Linked DNA regions of Sus scrofa: region 2 is linked to region 1. Evidence: chromatin contacts called from public HiChIP or PLAC-seq data. All regions are on one chromosome and are shown on one strand. Each heading gives the region's core, a stretch centred on a gene start, on an enhancer-like site or on the middle of the called end of the contact. The rest is flanking DNA. Distances are from core to core; before and after follow the strand shown. Region 1 holds the start of CASP10 (caspase 10). Region 2 holds the start of TRAK2 (trafficking kinesin-binding protein 2).

Region 1 (2,545 bases), core at 27-2,526:
CTACCCTTCCCACAATTACAGAAGAAAAGGCATTTCATATTACATCTTGACAAAAGGAAAGAAAGAAGTGTTGTGGTTTTTTTTTGGTCTTTTTGCCTTTTCTAGGGCTGCTTCTGCTGCATATGGAGGTTCCCAGGCTAGGGGTCTAATCGAAGCTGTAGCCGCCGGCCTACACCACAGCCACAGCAACGCCAGATCTGAGCCGCATCTGCGACCTACACCACAGCTCATGGTAATGCCGGATCCTTAACCCACTGAGCAAGGCCAGGGATTGAACCCGCAACTTCATGGTTCCTAGTCGGATTCGTTAACCACTGAGCCACGACGGGAACTTCCAAGAAATGATTATTTTTAAATAGTATTTATTTTAGAGGGTTGTTGGGATGATTTAAATGAGTCAATATTACCTGGCATATGGTAGTTGGGATACAAGTGTTAGGTGTTGCTTTTATTATATAGTTTATTTATTTATTGGCTTTTTAGGGCCGCACCTGCGGCATATGGAGGTTCCCAGGCTAGGGGTCCAATTGGAGCTACAGCACCGGCCTATCCCGCTGCCACAGCAGCACCAGACCTGAGCCACTTCTGTGACGTACACCATAGCTCATGGCAACGCTGGATCGTTTAACCCACTAATAGAGGCCAGGGATCAAACTTGCCTCCTCATGGACTAGTCAGGCTCGTTACCACTAAGCCACAATGGGAACTTCCATATAGTGTCTTGTTATTCAATGTAAAATCTTTTTCTGCCGGGTTGAATGTGCGAGGAGGGCAGAGCCTTCACCAGTTTCGTCTACTGGTAACTGAGTTCCTTGCAAATACTTCCCAATGGGCTTTTAGGTCTAGTTCCCCTCCTTTTTATTTTTGCCTTATTCTTTTTTTTTTTTTTTTTTTTGCCTTAAATTTGTTTGTTTATTCGCACGTAGACTTATTTGAGAAAGGGTTAAGATGGCTGACTACTGTTTCATGAGCTTTTTGAGTTTCATTTTAAAGGTTAGTTTGGGGAGTTCCCGTCCTGGAAATGCACCTCCGATTCCTCCTGGAATGTGCACTTCCTCCATTTCCTCCTGCAACGTGCATTTCCTCCTGCAACGTGCATTTCCTCCTGGAACGTGCATTTCCTCCGATTCATCTGTTGGTCTTGCATCTGCCTCTAGGAGGCGCCGTTTGTCAGCATTATCCTAACCCCACGAAAGGGGAGGAGGCAAGAAGAGTGATTGAAAGATGATGTCAGCAGGAGCTAAGTATAAGTTACCGAAACTCAGAGACAGTTTCACTTGCCTGGGCTGCACCAAGTTGAGTTCCCTTCCTGAACAAATGGGAGCTTCCTTGGAACGTGGAGGACGCAGAGGATTATAATTGTTTTCAAGGTGTGTTTCCAGGAAATTTCCCTGAGAACTTTAACCTCCAGAAGATCAGTGGAATTTGATCTGAAGGTATGTAATTAATACCTTTTTCTTGCTGGGGTCTTAAACTCCAGGCTTTGCCCTCGCTATGTGTCTCGGAAACTTGGAAAAACTCACGCTTGCCAGCAACGGCACTGTTCTGTCTGGATTTATTAGCCAACCCAGGAAAAAAGAAAGTTTAAAAATCCCCAGGAAGGCTCCAACATAGCCCTTTTCTGGTAGAAATATGCTAGTCTATAAATGGAGACAAAGTCGGGTAGACTCACCAAAGCTAAAGATCAGAATCTTTAGGAAACTGCGAGACAAATGTACCATGTTAGATTAAGATGTCTCGTAGAATAAGATGTCTCCAAGAATCCAGTCATTTGGTTTCTAGTATGACAGAGCTATTAGCAAGGAAGACCCCATGGATGATCACATTAAAAATGACATGGGGGGGGTTCTTTTTCTAACAATTAAAGTAATAGCGAAATAATTGCGTAAAATTTGAGAAAACAGACAGGAGCCCAGAAGAAAATTTATATTATCTGTAATTATACCACCTTCATATAACCACTCTTTGTTATTGATGTTTGGGGGGGGGGTGTTTGTTTTTTGGGTTTTTTTTTTTTTTCCTTTTTTCTTTTTAGGGCCGCACCCACAGCATATGGAGGTTCTCAGGCTCGGGATGGAATCGGAGCTGTAGCTGTCAGCCTACACCACAGCTGAAGCAACACAGGATCTAAGCCGCTTCTGTGACCTACACCATAGCTCACGGCAATGCCAGATCCTTAACCCACTGATCGAGACCAGGGATTGAACCCAAGTCCTCATGGATATGAGTTAGATTCGTTTCCGCTGCACCACAGTGGGAACTCCTGTTTTTTGTCTTTGCTATGTTCTCCTTCCTTTAGAGAGTAATTTCTTATTTCTAAACAGCCTAGTCTTGTACAGAGAACATACACTTCACGTCCTCAAAAAATGAGTAATTACACTGAAATTTTCTTTTTTTTTTTTTTTTTTTTTTTTGCAATTTATCGTTCCTCTGATTAGAATGAAATTTCATGTAGAAAGACCATAAGTTTATGAACCGGTCAGGCGGGTTAGTTTGTGACTTCCTGCCTAGTCTGTTGTCTGAAACCACTCACTCTTTCTAGGGT
Region 2 (2,545 bases), core at 16-2,515, 200 kb after region 1:
GTGTCCGCGCGCGACCTCCGAGGACCAGGAGGAGCGCGGGGCGAGGAGGCTCCTCTGCCTTCAAGAGAAGATGGCAAGAGCAAGTTCGGGTCGTGCGCGGGAAGGTTACTTACAGGAATAGCCCGGGGTCCTCGGTCCTGCGCCCGCGCTCCTTCAAGGAGAAGATTCTAAAAGCGGCGGCAGCCTAGGAGCAGCAGCCAAAGCGGCCGCCGCTGCCTGTAACCGCCCGGGCGTGGCAGGGACTGGTGGGCGACTTCACAACATCATCACTCGGCGACTTCGGTTTTGCAGCGACGCCGGCTCAATTACAGTCCCCCGCCCCGCACAATTGGGGAAGAGAGGACGAGACCCACTCTCCCAGCAGCCTCTAAGGCGCTAGCGCACTACCTGCTGGGAATTGCAGTTTCCTCTAGGCCACGCCCCTAGCACGAAAGGCCACGCCCCCTAACCGGCGGCCCCGAGGCGGGAGGCGGGGCCGCGACCCTGCAGCCGGGGTGGGGCGAATCCCGTCCCGGCGGGGTGCCCCGGGCTGGGGCCGAGTTCCAGGCCCACAGTCCCAGTCCGGGTCGCGCCGCCCTCTTGAGCTTCGCGGCCCGCGCTGGGAGCGGGCCTTGCGCTCTCGCCTTGCCCCTGGGCGGGCCGGGCACCCGGGCCCTGCACCTTTGGCTGCCTGAGGAGAGCTGCTGGCTTTGGTCGCCGCCTAGGTAATGAGGGGACGCCGGGCCGGGGAGGGTAAGGGAGGGACAGTTGGGACGTGAGGGAGCGCGGTTGCGTTCGCGCTAACCTCGGGAAGCCCGGGACTAGAACTCGCCACCCTGCCTCAAGCCCGAGCCCGGGCGGCCAGCGGGGCTGTGGAGGGAGCCCGGCTCTGCGTGGCGACCGGCCCGTGCGCCCCGCGCAGCTCCGGCTCTGCCCGGGAGTCCTGGGCCTCGCGGCGGCGGAGGCACCTGCGTGCGGCGTAGGCGGCGCCTGCTGGGGTTGGCGGTGCCAGGTGTTTGGGGGCCCATCCGCCCGCCGCGCTCTCCCCCGGCCCCGCCACCCCCACCCTTACCCTTGCTCTCACCTTTGGCCGTGCTTCCCCGCTCGAGAAGTTTCCAAACCGAGGACGCCCTCCGGCCCCCGCTCCGTGTGACACCTTCTGTGAGTTCGCTAACAAAGTGCCCCAAAACAGGACTCGGAAGGAAGCTTTTACATCATTAAATGCTCAAGCTGCGTTTGGTCCTCGGTATTTAAGTTCAGCGTTGTGTTGTTTCCTCGTGGGTTTGTTGTGTCAGGCACCTTTTCCCTTAGAACTTGATCAGAATTTGTGACAGCGCCTACCTAGCCTAGAGCCTGGCACACAGTAGGCACTTCGTAAATATTTTTTGAAAGTGTGAGTCACGATGCTAAGTTTGGAAAATTCTACTGAGTTGTGCGTCGCTCTAATTTTTAAGACTTTATGGGTTCCCAGGATCCCTTTGAAACTTACAGTAATCTTAGAGCTCTGCGCAGTTAAATCAGGTTTTTTGCATTCCCAGTAACAGTGGTCTCTTTTGGATGTTTACATTAACTAATTCTCTCCCCCCTCCCCAGTTGTGTAATTTAGATGCGCTCCTGATTTTCTCAGCAAGTGTTAATTTAACCTTTCAGATTAAAGCCTTAGGAGGAACCATTAATATAGAACAGATTTAAATTATTTATAAGGCTTTATCCTAATTAGCTTTTTAGATACAAGTGCAAGAGACCACACTGATGTACCTGTGAATATATTTAGAAATACAAGTCTCACCATGATTTTTTTTAAAGAATTTATATTTATACCTAGTGAAAGCGCATGCAGGAGAAAATTATGACAGCAAAGCTATCCTTCCCTCCCCCCGCTGCCCTTAGCAGGGGCAGCTGCTGCCTTGACCTCAAAATGTCTTATAATATTATCTCTTAATAGTCTGTCACATCTAAAGCAAAATCTCTGGGATTAACCCATGCACAGTTCTCACAGATTGTGTTTCTTATGAGTTTTTCTGGGAAAAAAAAAGTGTAATGGAGTTTACAAAATTTTTGTTGTTTAAGAACTTACTTATATTACGTGGGAAAAGCAGGAAACAAAATCCTGAGAACCAGGAAATTCAGTTAATCATGATATCTCTAATCTTACTGCTTGTGGGAATGTCCCCTACAAGTGGTCAGGGCCTTGTCTGCGGTGGTCACTAATGAGTGTCCCAAGTGCCTAGCACAGTGCCTGACCCATGACAGGCATTCATTAAACATTTGTGAAGTGAATACTTGGCTTTTTTAGTCAATAGCACAGTGACTTTCAGGTGTGTGGTTTTTTCATTTACTCGGATGTTTCCTTAGAATAAGTTAATGGAAGTGAGAATTTTATTAGGTCAAAAGGTATGAATATTTAAAAATTAATTGGAGTAGACTTGCAATGTTGTGTTAGCTTCAGCTGTACGGGAAAGTAAATCAGCTATACATATATCGATTCTTTTTCAGATTCTTTTCTCGTATAGGCCATCACAGAGCATTGAATAGAATTCCCAGTGCTATATAGTAGGCCTTGTTA

The links. HiChIP or PLAC-seq counts read pairs in DNA pulled down with a chosen protein or histone mark.
Region 2: a contact with region 1 is called in an H3K27ac HiChIP or PLAC-seq map of alveolar macrophages. The contact joins the promoter of TRAK2 here to the promoter of CASP10 in region 1. A contact is called at or near these places in 1 of 5 promoter capture datasets (liver) and 2 of 2 datasets of contacts at active chromatin or transcription factors (alveolar macrophages and skeletal muscle).

What each region holds. Positions count from the first base shown.
Region 1 is chr15:104,856,825-104,859,369 of Sscrofa11.1, forward strand. CASP10 (caspase 10) reads left to right here and starts at 1,277. Exons shown (of 12, transcript NM_001161640.1): 1 at 1,277-1,436.
Region 2 is chr15:105,054,789-105,057,333 of Sscrofa11.1, forward strand. TRAK2 (trafficking kinesin-binding protein 2) reads right to left here and starts at 1,266. Exons shown (of 16, transcript XM_021075699.1): 1 at 1,064-1,266. STRADB (STE20-related kinase adapter protein beta) reads left to right here and starts at 430. Exons shown (of 12, transcript XM_003133587.5): 1 at 430-704.